Linked DNA regions of Mus musculus: regions 1, 2 and 4 are each linked to region 3. The links are chromatin contacts, called in public HiChIP or PLAC-seq and promoter capture Hi-C maps. All regions are on one chromosome and are shown on one strand. Each heading gives the region's core, a stretch centred on a gene start, on an enhancer-like site or on the middle of the called end of the contact. The rest is flanking DNA. Distances are from core to core; before and after follow the strand shown.

Region 1 (3,154 bases), core at 161-2,660, 300 kb after region 3:
TACTGTTTTGAGTCATTAACTTCAGCCTGTGTGCTTCATTTAGCATTTCTGGTCTAAGAACATTCACCAACTGGTCTGTGTTTGGCTGCAAAATACATTTGATATTTAAGCAGTTGACAGTTCATTCCTGGAGCTGACTTTATATCTTCCTGAGGTTCCACATTCACCCAGATATAAATAGATAACATGGACCCTGGCCAGTTCTTGCCCTTGGCCTGCCTTTCCCAGTTGCAGGTCTTTGCCCTGAAACTGACTGAAAAGCATCCCTAACCTAAAAGACAATAGCCTCCTACTGTTCTTACCAAGGTTTGTGTATTTAAAAAATTAAACATTTCCCAATTTGAGATGTCTATATCTTTATAGATAGATAGATAGATAGATAGATAGATAGATAGATAGATAGATAGATAGATAGAAGATAAATAGATAGATGATGATAGATAGATAGATAGATAGATAGATAGATAGATAGATAGATAGATAGATAGAGACAGACAGACAGACAGACAGACAGACAGACAGACAGACAGACAGATAGACAGGCACTTTGTTCCCAACAGAGCTCTTACTTTTCTCAACCACCACAGCCTCTTTTAGGAGAAAGAAGAACTAATGGCAAATAAACCCATACAGCAGAGGTGACAACTTAGCAACACCTAGGAAATGAAAGAGAAAAATAATTTGGATACAGGCTCTTGTCTTCCATTTCTTTTGAGAAGCCAACAGTAAGCAGTGGCTGGTCCAGAAGGCAAATCTACACTATGAAATAGAGATACAACAGGACCGGGCAGTGAAGAAGGAAAGTTAGAATTCCATCATGGTTTCTCCTTCTCCCATTGTACAGTGGCTATGAACTAGCAGGAAGACAGATAAGCAAACAGTGTGATAGATAGAGAATCTCAGAAATATGTGTAAGGCAAAGATGTTGACAGTAGCCCTTTGAGTTTAGCATTAAGAAGAAGTAACAGAAACCAAGAGGGGTAGACACTGGAACTGAGAGGGATAATACTGAAAGCCTAAGAAAGGAGGCATGTGCAGAGAGAATCCAGGGGAAGGAAGATCCAAAGGAGGGAAAGAGATACACTGAGGAAAGGTGACATTAACAAGTGACAGAAAGCAAGAGTGTGCACATACGCAAATACAAAGCTATGCACAGATGCATCAGAAGACATTTGGAGAGAGGAAGAGAGAAGAGAGGGAAAATGGATAGACCTCCCCCACCTTCCCCAGCCTTGTGATTTATGTGTTCTATGAAGGTAACATAATTTGAAAGAACAGTATTGTAGGTTAATACCTTTGTTATTTTTCCAAGTGTGCTTATTTAAAGAGGAAGTGTGACAGACAGATGGGGTGAGTGAAGGGAACCATCTGCTCCAGATAGAAATCATCATCCTGATAACCACAGTTGACATTCCCTCTTTAGATTATACAGAAATCATCATTAGACACTCAGTAAAGACCTGCTTGGTGCTGAGTGCTGAGCACAGCAATGCAAGGATAAACTGTAAGTTGCTTGAAAATAAATGTGCCAAGAGGAATCATGTCTCCTTGTTTACGAAATAGCTGTAAATGAATACAAATATTGTCTCCTGCTGCTGTGTTGCTGGGCAAACTTCATCTTGAGGTTGTTGGTGCAATGACTACCTCAGCAAGCAGCTCCCTGTGGCAAGCATGGGGCTGGAAGGAGTGAGGACCCAGAAGACCTTAGTCACGGTCCCGCTAGTACCTGGCCCCTGAGCAGTATCATCTCATGGCTTTTTAGTGGAAACAATCGCACAACTGCCCCTGTCGCCTTGCCAACAGAAGAGGTTCTGCAGACCCTGCAAGACTTGATAGCCTACTTCCAGCCACCAGAGGACGAGATGCAACATGAAGACAAACAGAATAAGCTCCGCTCTCTAAAGAACAGACAAAATCTTTTCAAGGAGGAGGTAAGTCCAGAGAGAGAGACAGACAGACAGACAGAGAGACAGAGACTAATTGGTTGTTTGATAGATTTACTGACTGACTGATTGATTCTTTACATTCAGAGCTGAAATATATTTACTGCTGCAGCTTAGCTTTGTCTGTAGGTATACACACATTTATGAACAGACTTAAGAATAAGAAGCTTCTCAGAAACTGGAAAGAAAAGGATTTACTGGGGAGGAGCGGGTATTCCTGACAAACACCACTGGAATATTAGTGATGGTTGGCACATTCAAACTGCTTAAGATTTAATGCTTCATTGCAATTTGTGTCCAGAAGCCACATACAATAAATCAGCTTGTAATCACATGCTGGTGGTTGTGATCCACAAATTTTGGGATACGTCAGAATTACCTAGGAAACCAGCTGGTAAAATGCAAATGCTTATATTCACCCACAACAGAAGTGTCTGAAGGTTTGAAGGATACACGTGACAGTATGCCTGCTATTAGACAGTGAACATCTGAGTCTCTGGGGCAGGGACTGAATGTGAGGGAAACATAAATAAATGGTAGTATGGTGTCCTAAGACTCAGGCCTCCGGATGATCTTAGACAAATCAGAGCCTTCTCTGAACTTGGGCATGATGATCTGGTGTTATTAGGCTGTGGTAAACTCCAGCACTCCATGGCTGGAGGTTCATCCTAAGTTATTGCTGTGAGATGTTCAGTCTTCACATTAAAGTAAACCAGGGCCTGGCAGCATTCTGCAGAGCTACAGACTACTTAAAGGACATTCACCATTTTCTCCTAGACACAGAAGTTTTCATGGCATGGCTTCCTCTTGTAAAAATGTCAGAAAAGGGGTTGAAGTTTTGCTTTAGGTTTTGTTGTCTATAAACCCCCCCTAGGAGTAAAGAAAATGACCATGATTGTCTGATGCCAATAAATGAATTTTTTAAACTGAAAATTTTTTTTCATACAATATATTCTCATCATAGTTACCCCTCTCCCAACTCCTTCTGCATCCTTCTCACACACTTTTACCTAAATCCCCCCCCCTCTCTCTCCCTCTCCCTCTCCCTCCCCCCTCTCCCTCTTCCTTCCCCCCCCCCCTTATTAGAAAACAAAAGGCAAAAAGGCAACTAAAAAATAAAAATTAAAAAACAAAATAAAACAGGATGAATTAAACAAACAGGAAAAAAAGGCACACATACACCAAACAGACACACACACACACACACCTCT
Region 2 (3,481 bases), core at 175-2,674, 350 kb after region 3:
TAGCATACTTGTCTGAAAAATTATGCTCTAAGTGCAAACACCTGTCTTGAAATACATCCTCAGAGTTCAAGACATTGTCACCTTGGGAGCCATATGTAAGATTCCCAAGAGAATCACGTGCATTCACCTATCAGCAAGTTGCTGTCTTTGTCCTGTCTGACATGGATTGCCTGGTCGTGCCCCCCCCCCCCAAGGATGTTCACTTTTGTTTTCACAGGTCAGTGCCAGCTGTCAAGACTTAAATCCTCTCCCCTCTTATATTGTCACCTAGGTGCGGGATGACAACAAAAGGCAGCATCCCTGCCTTGTGGAGTTTTCAAAGCTCCCTGAAACTGAGAAGAATTATAACCTGCAGATGTCAACGGAAACCTTGAAGTGAGTGTTTAATTGAGTGCGGACTAGACAGTGAGCGGATGGTTTGATGCATTGTAACTAAACTGCAAAGGCATGTCCCTCTTGTCTCCAAACGTAACACACTGATAAATCCTGGGCAATAGTGATTCTTCATGTCACAGAGTTTAACACAGTAAGGAGCTGACTCACATTAGTGCTTAGTGAATGTATTTCTCCAGAGACCATTTGCCATTTGCTGTTTTTCTGGAAATGGGAAAAATGCAGGAGGCATGGAGCAGGATAGAGGAGAGAAATACAACCAAAGGACCAAATGTTACTGTGGTTAGTGTTAAATCAAGTAAAAAAAAAAAAAAAAATAGGATAGTGTTGAAAGCAAAGGAAAATTTGGTTTGATTACTAAAATCTAAGTTTTTAATCAACTTTCAATTGTTCCACCATCTCATTTATGATCCTAAAAAAGACCCAGACTCCCTAGTCCATGTGGACCTCCCATAATTCCCTTTGTGACTCTTGACTGCTGCTTCTTTGTATTTTCTTTTCCTTGTCAGTGCAGAATACTCTAACATTGTCTGATCACATAACAAAGATGTCATAGGCTTACAAACACGCTATCTTTAATTGTACTATGCTTTTTGAGAAAACCATTTTATGCATCTTGCTACATCAAGTAAAATTCAAGATGCTATACAGACATCATGCAGCAAGTATTTGCTGACCTAAAGATTTAATGTTAGAATCCTGTCTATTCCATGAACCCAAGTCCTTGATATAATTCAAAGTGAATTTCAAAACTAGAAAATGTCTCCATGTGGGGCAGTTAACAAGCTTCTCTTTCACGTTCTTATGCTTGCTATCACCTAAATCAGAAGTTGGCACATTATGGCCTGTGGGACAAACCAACCAGCCACCTGTTTCAATAAATACATTTACATTGCAACAAAGCCAGGCTCACTGTTTTGCATATTATTGGTGGCTACTGTTTCCCCATAATGGCAGAGTTAAGTAGCTGTGACAGAGATATGTGGTACACAAAGCCTTGCTGTCTGCCTCTTAACAGAATATGTTGAACAACCTCTGGTCTAAATGAATAGCTTTTGTCCACTTAACCAGCTCAGACATGGGTTAGGGTTCTTATTACCCTTCATCTTTCAGTTGACACAAGTCTCTTCCTATGCTATATCACAGAACCTTGCTGGCCCTGGGGTGCCACATTGCTCATGTTAACCCAGCTGCGGAAGAGGATCTAAAGAAAGTCAAGCTTCCCAAAAAGTAAGTGAACTTTCTAATGGCTCAAGCAGAACATGGAAGCTGGGGCGGGGGGGAGGTTTAGAGGCCATGCACAAAGGCAGATGACAGACTTTGTGTCATCTTAGAATGTTCCTCTAGTTACTTAGATGACTGGAACCCTCAGAAGATACCCACTGGAAAAGAAGCATTTCAAAGTCCCCTCTCCTTTTGCACATTCTTCCCAGACCTAGTGCTAGTATGATTAATTTTTAGCTAGGAGGTATGCAGACCTCAAATGAATCCACTCTGGTGAATAGGAAGAACAGTTGGCAAAAGAGCTTGGATATGGTTCCTAGTCACTGCAGAGACTCATTCCACTGCCCTGGCACTGGGATAACACATAAATCCTTAAGAACATGGGATTCTGTATCAGGATTTCATTTACCTCTCTATAGCTCTAGTGTGTCCTACTGTCTTTCCTATCTCTACATCCAGACAGTTTCTCACACTGTCTGCTGGCTCATTCACTGTTCTGTTCTCTTGCTCCTCAGTGCCAGCTCTGGGTATGCACACAATAAAACACAAGTGTCGTGACTAGAGCCAAAGCAGTGCCATCCTTAATGACATGCTCACCATCACTATCCTGCTTACACTCCCAAGCCCATAATGAGTCAGTCTCCTGATGTCATAGCTCCTGATGTCAAGGAAATCGTATCTAAGAGAGGATATCTGGAGAGGCATACTTCTAGCTGAGGTTGCTAGAACCAGTACATACTGAGGCTATCAGGAGCAGCTGTCCTGAGACTGGATGGTCTCCTATGACTACCATAGATTCTGTATCCCGTGCCTTGCAGAGGGTTCTATATAGAATTGGCCTTAGATTACCATGTTCAAGTTTTTGCTCTAGTCTGGGCAGTTAGTAGTCCTAAAGCTCATGGGCACCTCTAGACTCATATTCTCACATGGATATAATAACTGCCCTGGGGATAGTCACCCTATTCACAATGTACTCAACCTTTGCCCTTATACATATATCCACTTGACTCATAGTAAGCTCCTTCAAATTTGCATGCTATGTTGCAAATTATAGGCATTTGAGGCCATGACTCCTGCAATGGAGAACTAACTGCAAAAGTCACCTCATGCTCACAAATTTTCAGCTGTCACGGCTTTTTGTTTTAATTCCAAGAGGAAAGGTTGGGCTTTGCAAGAATGGGTGGCCATTCTATGCTAACTTATAAGAAAGCCTTTACTTCCAAGTTTTATCCTTGTCAATATGGTTTTAACATTTTGTGTTCCTAAGTAGAATGGAGAGGTTTCAGATGATGTTGCAACATGCTGAGTGTGTCCTTCATTTCCACAGCACATAAACAGTTTTCTTATATATAAAGATAGATTTGCATTATTGACTGCGCTCTTCAATGTTATCCTTTGAAATATATGAGATATATTAGTTGTAAGATGCTACAAAGAGGGAAGATTTTGTTTCTGCCTTTATTTGCTTAGTGATTATGTACACGCACACACACATGCATGCACACACACACACATATAATCTTAGTAAAGTAAAACTAATACACAAACTCATTACTGTTTACAGTATTGAGTGTGACTATGAGTGCTCAGCCATAGATGAGTTAGCTGTACCCACTCCCACACCAAAAGCTCAGGAATCACCCCAAAAGAAGGCACAGGAAACGTTAGAGTATGGGAAGAAGTACTGTGAAACACTGTAGAGACAGCTATGGTTATTAACAGAAGACCTATTCTAGATTGACCCTGTAAAAAATTTCAGCAGGCGGTAGGAGCTGATTCAGGGCACTGCCTTCCACTGAGGAGCTAGTGGCAGTTGATGGCTGTCTGCTAGGGAAGGAGAGTTACATGTCTTTTGATAGATGGC
Region 3 (3,454 bases), core at 615-3,114:
AGAATTGAGGACACAGCACCGGCCCCATTAACACCATCTGGGTAACTGGTCACCATGGATAATAATGCATAGCAAAGGAGATGCTTATTTATATGATGGTGGCCATTTTCTCTAATGTTCTAAAGCTTTGTTATTCTCGTTGATAAAACACACCTAAGAGTCCCTGTTGTAGGACAAGTAAGCAGTATTGATTAGATATAGCTCTATTTTATTTCATTAGTCAGGTTTCAGATGTTATACATATAGCACTTAGCAACGCTGTATGTAAAAAGGTATAAAGTGCTGAACGGACTAAAAGGAAAGATTTTCTCTGGCCCCATAGGCTGTCAGTTAGCCACCATGTCCGTCACACGGCCCCCCTCTAGTCAACTGCTCTTGGTTTCCTTGATGACTTACAATGGTTCAAGCACCCGGAGAGTATTTCACTGTTCCCTGGGTTCTGCTGAAGTTCTAGCCATGGCTGATGGCGTTCCTCGGCCTTTCATCTATCAACATGTACTCTTGCCAGTGATGGAGACAAGAGTCTTTATCCAAAGGTTGGGCATAGAGGCAAGCATGAAAGGTAAAGTGCCACAATGTGTGGATGGCATGCTGTATTCCAGGCAGCCTTTAGAGGAGCTGGTAGGTTCAGACCCAGAGCTGCTACTCACCTACATCTTGAGGCACTTTCTTTTAAAACATTTTTGTTTTGCCCAGAAACTACTTGACCAGCATACAGAAGGGACACCCTGCACTCTGTGCTTTTAGAGGACCAATCTCACTGCTCCCAAATCCTAAAAAATCCACCCAAGGTCAGGTAAGGATTAGTAGCCTCCTAGGACACACTGTGTGCTCTCAGCAGCCTCACACTCCCCTGAGTCCAGAGGGCTAGCTCTAAAGTGCAGAGTATGGGTAAGCGTGGGCACAAAGAAACAATTCTGACGCCATCTGATTTCCAAATTGAGGACAGCTTCTTGAAGCTCCCAGGGGCTAGTGAAGCTCTATTCAATGGGGGTGTAGTGTCCTTATCAGATTAAAAAAACAAAAACAAAAAACAAAACCAAAACGTTTATTGAGTTTGTTCTTTGCCAATTTCATGCACGTGTACTGTGCATTCTGATTATTGTACCCTCTCCTTATCAAATTTTAAAGAGTGAATGGGTTCTCTAAAGAAGAGCTACCCACGGGGTTACAAACTTTGTTATGGATGAGCAGTCACCCTCAGTCTCTCCTTGCTGCATGAAAAAGGAACACCCATTATGGGTGGTGAGGTGGTGAGTGGTCAGCGCCCTGCTCCAGATGGGCACTCCCACCCAAATATGAAACCAATACTTACTCTCTCTCTCTCTCTCTCTCTCTCTCTCTCTCTCTCTCTCTCTCTCTCTCTCTCTCTCTCTCACACACACACACACACACACTCTCACACACACACACACACACACACACACACACATGCACCGTGCAAAGTGGACAAATCTAGAGGGTTTGTGCCCAATTTGGGGGCACTGAATCTAAGCAACTGGCCTTTGTGTAAGAGCCATCTTCCCGTCGCCGCGGGGCGCGCGTCTCCACCGAATGTGCGGTGCCGTGCGGTGCGGGGGAGGTTCCACGGCTCCGGCCCGGGTCCCTAGCTCTGCCCCACACCCGCCCGGCGCGCGCCGCGCTGCGCTGTCCGCGGAGTCCGTGGCTGCCGCGCACTTGGCTGGGGCGAGAGGAGAGAGGGGTGGGCGGGCTGCTCGCCTGGCATTGGCGCTCTGCAGTGCAGTCAAGTGTTAGCCCAGCTCCCTATATGGTCGGGGATTAGCTCGGCGCTGCTGAGGCTGAGCGAGGAGCAGGAGGAGGAGGACGGAGGAGGAGGAGGAGGAGGAGGAGGAGGAGGAGGAGAAAGAGCAGCGGCAGAGCAGCAGTCAGCGCACGCCGCTGCCTAGGGGAAACAGAGGCGCCCGAGGCTGGGGCGCAGCGCACGCCCTGGGAGCCATGGCCGAAGCGGGAGAAGGAGGCGAGGATGAGATCCAGTTCCTGAGGACTGTGAGTCTCGGCGGCCGGGCGAGGCGGCGGGCAGGTGGGGAGGAGCGCGGCGCGGTGAGGAGGGGCTGCGCTGCGCCGCGGTGCGGGGCGCGTTCTCCGCACTCGCAGGCTGCAGAGGCGGACCAGCCACCTCTCCGCGGTGAGGGGCTGAGTGGAAAGGGGCCCCTTCTTCAGCCTTTCCCCCTCATTCCGTGCTGCCACCTCACACTCTCAGGTCTCCCACCCGGGACTGCTCGCTCTCCGGGCAACTCGCTACTTGGTCTGAAACCCTTGATGCTCAAACTTCAAGCTGAGCTTGGCTTGTGATTCCTCCGACCCAGAAGATCAGAGGTGTTCCACAACCGGCCTCCTGTCACCTCCACACCTTGCCGGGTCCCTCATTCGAGCTGCCTTTGGGCTCTAGGGGACAGTCAAGAAAGGAGCCAATGGGGCAGGGGCGAGAGTGGGGATCCCGGTCTGGAAACCGGGCGCCTGCTTTTGGTGGCAATGTAGGGACTGATCAGAAGGGAATTCATCCAGTACTGTCCGTCTCCCTTCTCTTTAAATCTCTATTCAGCAACTGCTGCTAAACCTTACTTGACTCACCCGCGGGTGTGTGAGAGCTACTGTTTGTGCTCCAGGCTCCCAAGAACCCTGCAGAATGGGGAAATCCCGGTCTGTGGCTCCGCGTCATCAGGTCCCCTTCTTGGCGCTGGATGGAGGGCAATGCTCCATCCCAGATTTGGGGAACGGGGCAAAGTCCAGCGCTGCTATGCCTGTCTTCCCCTTCGGGAGTTAACAACTCAAGGTGGTCGACCACCTTGAAGGACAGGGGGCAGCAGGTTGCTTCCTAGGGCTGATTTCAGCCACCTGACCTTGAACAATTCATATAATCTTCTCTACGTAGCCTCAGTTTCCTCTCGTGTAAAATGGAGGCAAATGTAACTAGCATTTCATGAAAGATAATTAAATGAAATAGTGAATTCCATAATATTTTGCAACTGACAAATGCTTTATAAGTGCTAGGTGACGAGGTAGGTAGGTCTGGAGAATTAGAATGAAAATCTTACCTTGCACTGTCCTTTTTAAGAGCGCCCTGCTTCTTTCTGTCCTGGTCATAGAGGACGACAACTTTGCTCTGTCCATCTTTTGGAACGTTCCCTCTTGCTTTGCAGTTTCCTTCTAATAATTTTCAGACCCATCCTTACTTCCATTGTCTCTTCTTCAAACACAGTTCCTTGGTCAAGGCTCAGTCTTGGGTCTTGTTTGACGGACAGAGAAGACCAACCATTCTCCTAATACGTCCGAGAGGCCAGAAGCTCGTCTACTTTGTCCTGGTTCATCTTTACACTGTACACAGCCCACCCACTGTCTCAGGGCCCGGCAAACTACCTGTTCTTCCCAGAGCCCCGTGGGACCCTTTTGCTTTTCCTCCAACAGGTGTCCTCAATAGTGAATGACTAACAGC
Region 4 (3,259 bases), core at 665-3,164, 370 kb after region 3:
TGGTGACACAGGCTTTGGAAGGAGGGTTGCCACAAGTTCAAGGCCAGCTCAAGCTACAAAGTGAGACCCAATAGGAAAAGAAAAAGAAACTTTCAGTGTGTGCTTCTTCACAAAAATGAGCCAAGTGAGCTACTGAGTGATTTTATCTCTCAGCTCTCCTCCCAGACAGACCCCCTCACACACTCTGTTGTCCCCTCCACAGCAATGCTACTATGCTATCCGCATTTTTGCTGGGCAGGACCCATCATGTGTCTGGGTTGGATGGGTGACTCCGGACTACCATTTATACAGTGAAAAGTTTGACCTGAATAAAAACTGCACTGTGACTGTCACCCTGGGAGATGAAAGAGGCCGGGTCCATGAAAGGTAAGGAGGTCCCAAGAAGCGCCTTTCTCCCTACAGCACACATTTATACCCAACCCTACACCCCAAATGAAGAAAGTATCCCAGCCCATCTGAAATGGTGAATAGGAACTTAACTGATTTAAAAAGCTTTAAGGAAACTGGGATCACCATGACAGTGGAAAGGAATGTTTGTAGAGACAGAAGGTCATTTTATCACATATAGAAATCACAATCCAGGGATAGAAGAGAAAGCTATATATTCTTGAAATCAGGGAGCCCTTTCCACATTTGGTTCCATGATTTTGAGGCAGGTCCCAGTTACTACAACATCAGAACAAGATAGAAGAGTCTCCATTTGTCTGAGAGAAGCCAGTTCTGAGGAAATCGAACAGATGATCAGTAGCACACAGCAATTGACAAGTCAGAACCCCTCATCTTAAGAGTTTATGATATCTCAAAGCAGAAAGCATATAAAGAGAGAACCATGAACAACTAGTGAGTAGAGATTAGGGCTCTTTGGGAAAAACATGTTTCAGGTCTACCTAGGTCACCACTGTCCGTTGGCACTGCTGCCAGGGAAAGCCTTTGCCCAGATGTGTCCCAAACATCATCTTAAACTAGTGTCATATCACCTGCCTACTTCCTCTCCTATGGGTTTGGAACATCATCTCCCTGTGTATTTCTGTACCAAGATGTGGTAGATTTCTTCTCAGGTAAGCCTTTACACTCTACAAAGTCAGGAATCCTTTCCTGTCAGGGCTTTTTATACAGTATTGCTCATCAAAACCTGCCGGCCATGGAAGAATCATGTCACCCAATGGCAGACCCCTATAGGCAGATGAATAAAAGCAGACTCTGAAGTCAAGTTTAGATACTGAATAAGCTTGAAACTAATTCTTAGTCACTTACTAGCCATGTGAGCTTGAACTTTGATTTCCTTATATATAAAATGAAAATAATTATTCAAATCCCAGAGTGCTATAAGAAGTAAATGAGTTAATTTGTAAAAGAATGCTTAAGACAGTGACTTATCTTAAGTACTTGATAAATATTAACTCTTACTGCCAGCACTTAGAGCAAAGCCTGGCACACTGCAGTGCTCAATAATTCTTTGTCCTTTGTCTGACATAATAAGCAATAAACACAAAATTGAGTTTTACATGTTTCAGGGCATTTTAAATTTGGTGTCTTTAAAATATACACAAAGCCTGCCAGTTTACAGTACACAGCTCAATACATCAGTAATTGAATTCTGTAATTTATAAAGCAGGGATAGTATGGCTTGAGTTCAAACTTTATAGAAACCTATCCATGGCTATAAATGGAAGACTCAATTTGCAGAGGTCTCTGCCTTGGGGCACTCATCCTGAGAAAACAGCCCATTATTGTCCAGAATAAGAAGAAATGAAGGGAGAGGGATGTTTACTCAGAGAGGGTATTTCCACTCACAGGAGAAAGTGTCAGACTTCTACAAACAAAAGGAAATATAGTATCTTAATTCAGCCTGGATATTTTTTCAGAGAGGTAAACGGCCTTCAGGGTTCGGGGAACTGTCCACCACACAGTGCTGAATGCGTGGTCCAAGTTCCTTCACACAGCTGACAGAGCTAAGCCACAAGAACTTAGGCCAAGCTACATCAGATCAGTCTGTGTGTTCAAAGGATTTTCTCTTGCATCAAGTAAGGAATAAGTTGTTCTTAAAAGAGGCCACATCACATCACTCCAAAGGCCCAGGACCTTCAGCTGTTGCACTATAGGTGAGCAGGGAAGGAGACAGACCTGACTGCTTGTCATCACCCATTGAAAGAGGCTCTGAGAATCACAATGCATGTGGCCTATCTTCTCAAAAAGCTCACTCTGGGTATAAAATCCTGCAATTAAAAAAGTCTAGCTCGGGGTGCAGCCCCGTGGTAAAGCCTTTCCTTGCTCTGCATAGGATCCTGGGTTTCAGTCCCACCACCACAAAAGTAAAAAGAATAAGAAATTTGGTTTTGGGAACCTTTTGGAGGCTTTTGGTCATCACAGCTTGCCTTTAAATATAAAGACCACGTGGAGTTCTACACTCTGGAAATGGGTAGGCAGCTAGTGAGAAAGTGATTATTTAGCTATTTGGGCTATTTTGTAGTGAGGCCAACAGACTTCTAGAGAGCAGTACAGTGTAGTATACTTCAGGGAGCTGGGAGGCCATCAGAGACAAACAGTCTATCTGGATTCTAGTTGCCATTCCAAAGAATATTATCCAAGTTTTCAAGCACTTTATGGCCTATGATCTCAAAGACCAGACAGGAATACTGAACCCAGATTAATGAGTTTGCTTCTCATCCAAATTTCTCTGTAGATTTGCCTAAGGTAGTCTCCTCTCTGTGGTTTTTCTGTCCCTAAAATGGGAGTATTGCTCTCCTCAATATCAGAAGATTGGATTGCTAATGGGTTGAGAAACAGTTATCTAAGTACCAATGTCTTTGGAAGGAGGCAGCCTGCCGTACTGCCACATCCCCACACACAATGGTTCATGCCTGAGTAAATTTAGTTGAAGCTGAACAATTTCATTCAAGGAAACAATTATGTAGGACTAATGGTGGTTCTGAGGCATTTTACAAGTGAGTTGTGACTACAAACCACCGAAACCATATTCTACAACTCCTCTCTCTTTGGTTTTCAGTGTGAAACGCAGCAACTGCTACATGGTCTGGGGTGGGGATATTGTAGCCAGTTCCCAAAGATCAAGTCGGAGCAATGTAGACCTGGAGATTGGCTGCCTTCTAGATCTGGCAATGGGCATGTTGTCCTTCTCAGCTAATGGGAAGGAACTTGGCACCTGCTACCAGGTAGGTGTGGCTTCCGAGGCTGAGCTGTTGCTTTGAGCCTTGGGCCTGGGGTTTATGGTTATGTTCCTAATTCTTTTCCACTCCCC

The links. Promoter capture Hi-C pulls out the DNA fragments that hold promoters and counts their contacts. HiChIP or PLAC-seq counts read pairs in DNA pulled down with a chosen protein or histone mark.
Region 1: a contact with region 3 is called in a promoter capture Hi-C map of hippocampal neurons, with 3 times the contacts expected there. The contact joins the enhancer-like site here to the promoter of Ryr3 in region 3. A contact is called at or near these places in 14 of 39 promoter capture datasets (the 3T3-L1 cell line, the HPC-7 cell line, cranial neural crest and 10 more), 1 of 484 Hi-C or Micro-C datasets (myocytes) and 3 of 115 datasets of contacts at active chromatin or transcription factors (VIP interneurons, forebrain and stem cell-derived neural progenitor cells).
Region 2: a contact with region 3 is called in an H3K4me3 HiChIP or PLAC-seq map of neural tube, with 3 times the contacts expected there. The contact joins the enhancer-like site here to the promoter of Ryr3 in region 3. A contact is called at or near these places in 10 of 39 promoter capture datasets (the 3T3-L1 cell line, the C10 cell line, cranial neural crest and 6 more), 2 of 484 Hi-C or Micro-C datasets (both in cortical neurons), 9 of 115 datasets of contacts at active chromatin or transcription factors (SST interneurons, VIP interneurons, embryonic forebrain and 6 more) and 2 of 9 other capture datasets (embryonic stem cells and pancreatic islet).
Region 4: a promoter capture Hi-C map of second pharyngeal arch cranial neural crest shows a contact between it and region 3. The contact joins the enhancer-like site here to the promoter of Ryr3 in region 3. A contact is called at or near these places in 10 of 39 promoter capture datasets (3T3-L1-derived adipocytes, the C10 cell line, the HPC-7 cell line and 6 more), 1 of 15 datasets of contacts at CTCF or cohesin (the NIH/3T3 cell line), 9 of 115 datasets of contacts at active chromatin or transcription factors (SST interneurons, VIP interneurons, embryonic basal ganglia and 6 more) and 2 of 9 other capture datasets (adipose tissue and embryonic stem cells).

The regions. Positions count from the first base shown.
Region 1 is chr2:112,911,012-112,914,165 of GRCm38.p6, reverse strand. Ryr3 (ryanodine receptor 3) reads left to right here. Exons shown (of 104, transcript NM_001319156.1): 13 at 1,763-1,931. Among named protein-coding and RNA genes, the nearest start is that of Ryr3, 300 kb to the left of the region's middle. Within about 2 kb of position 1,410, at least 3 of the 459 cell types and tissues checked have an H3K27ac peak or open chromatin away from gene starts, as enhancers often do. A contact at or near this core is called in hippocampal neurons, where this site is marked.
Region 2 is chr2:112,864,169-112,867,649 of GRCm38.p6, reverse strand. Ryr3 (ryanodine receptor 3) reads left to right here. Exons shown (of 104, transcript NM_001319156.1): 22 at 272-375; 23 at 1,540-1,623. Among named protein-coding and RNA genes, the nearest start is that of Ryr3, 350 kb to the left of the region's middle. Within about 2 kb of position 1,424, at least 3 of the 459 cell types and tissues checked have an H3K27ac peak or open chromatin away from gene starts, as enhancers often do. A contact at or near this core is called in neural tube, where this site is marked.
Region 3 is chr2:113,215,493-113,218,946 of GRCm38.p6, reverse strand. Ryr3 (ryanodine receptor 3) reads left to right here and starts at 1,864. Exons shown (of 104, transcript NM_001319156.1): 1 at 1,864-2,007. The coding sequence starts at 1,957.
Region 4 is chr2:112,841,731-112,844,989 of GRCm38.p6, reverse strand. Ryr3 (ryanodine receptor 3) reads left to right here. Exons shown (of 104, transcript NM_001319156.1): 31 at 203-366; 32 at 3,008-3,173. Among named protein-coding and RNA genes, the nearest start is that of Gm22676, 340 kb to the right of the region's middle. Within about 2 kb of position 1,914, at least 2 of the 459 cell types and tissues checked have an H3K27ac peak or open chromatin away from gene starts, as enhancers often do. A contact at or near this core is called in second pharyngeal arch cranial neural crest, where this site is marked.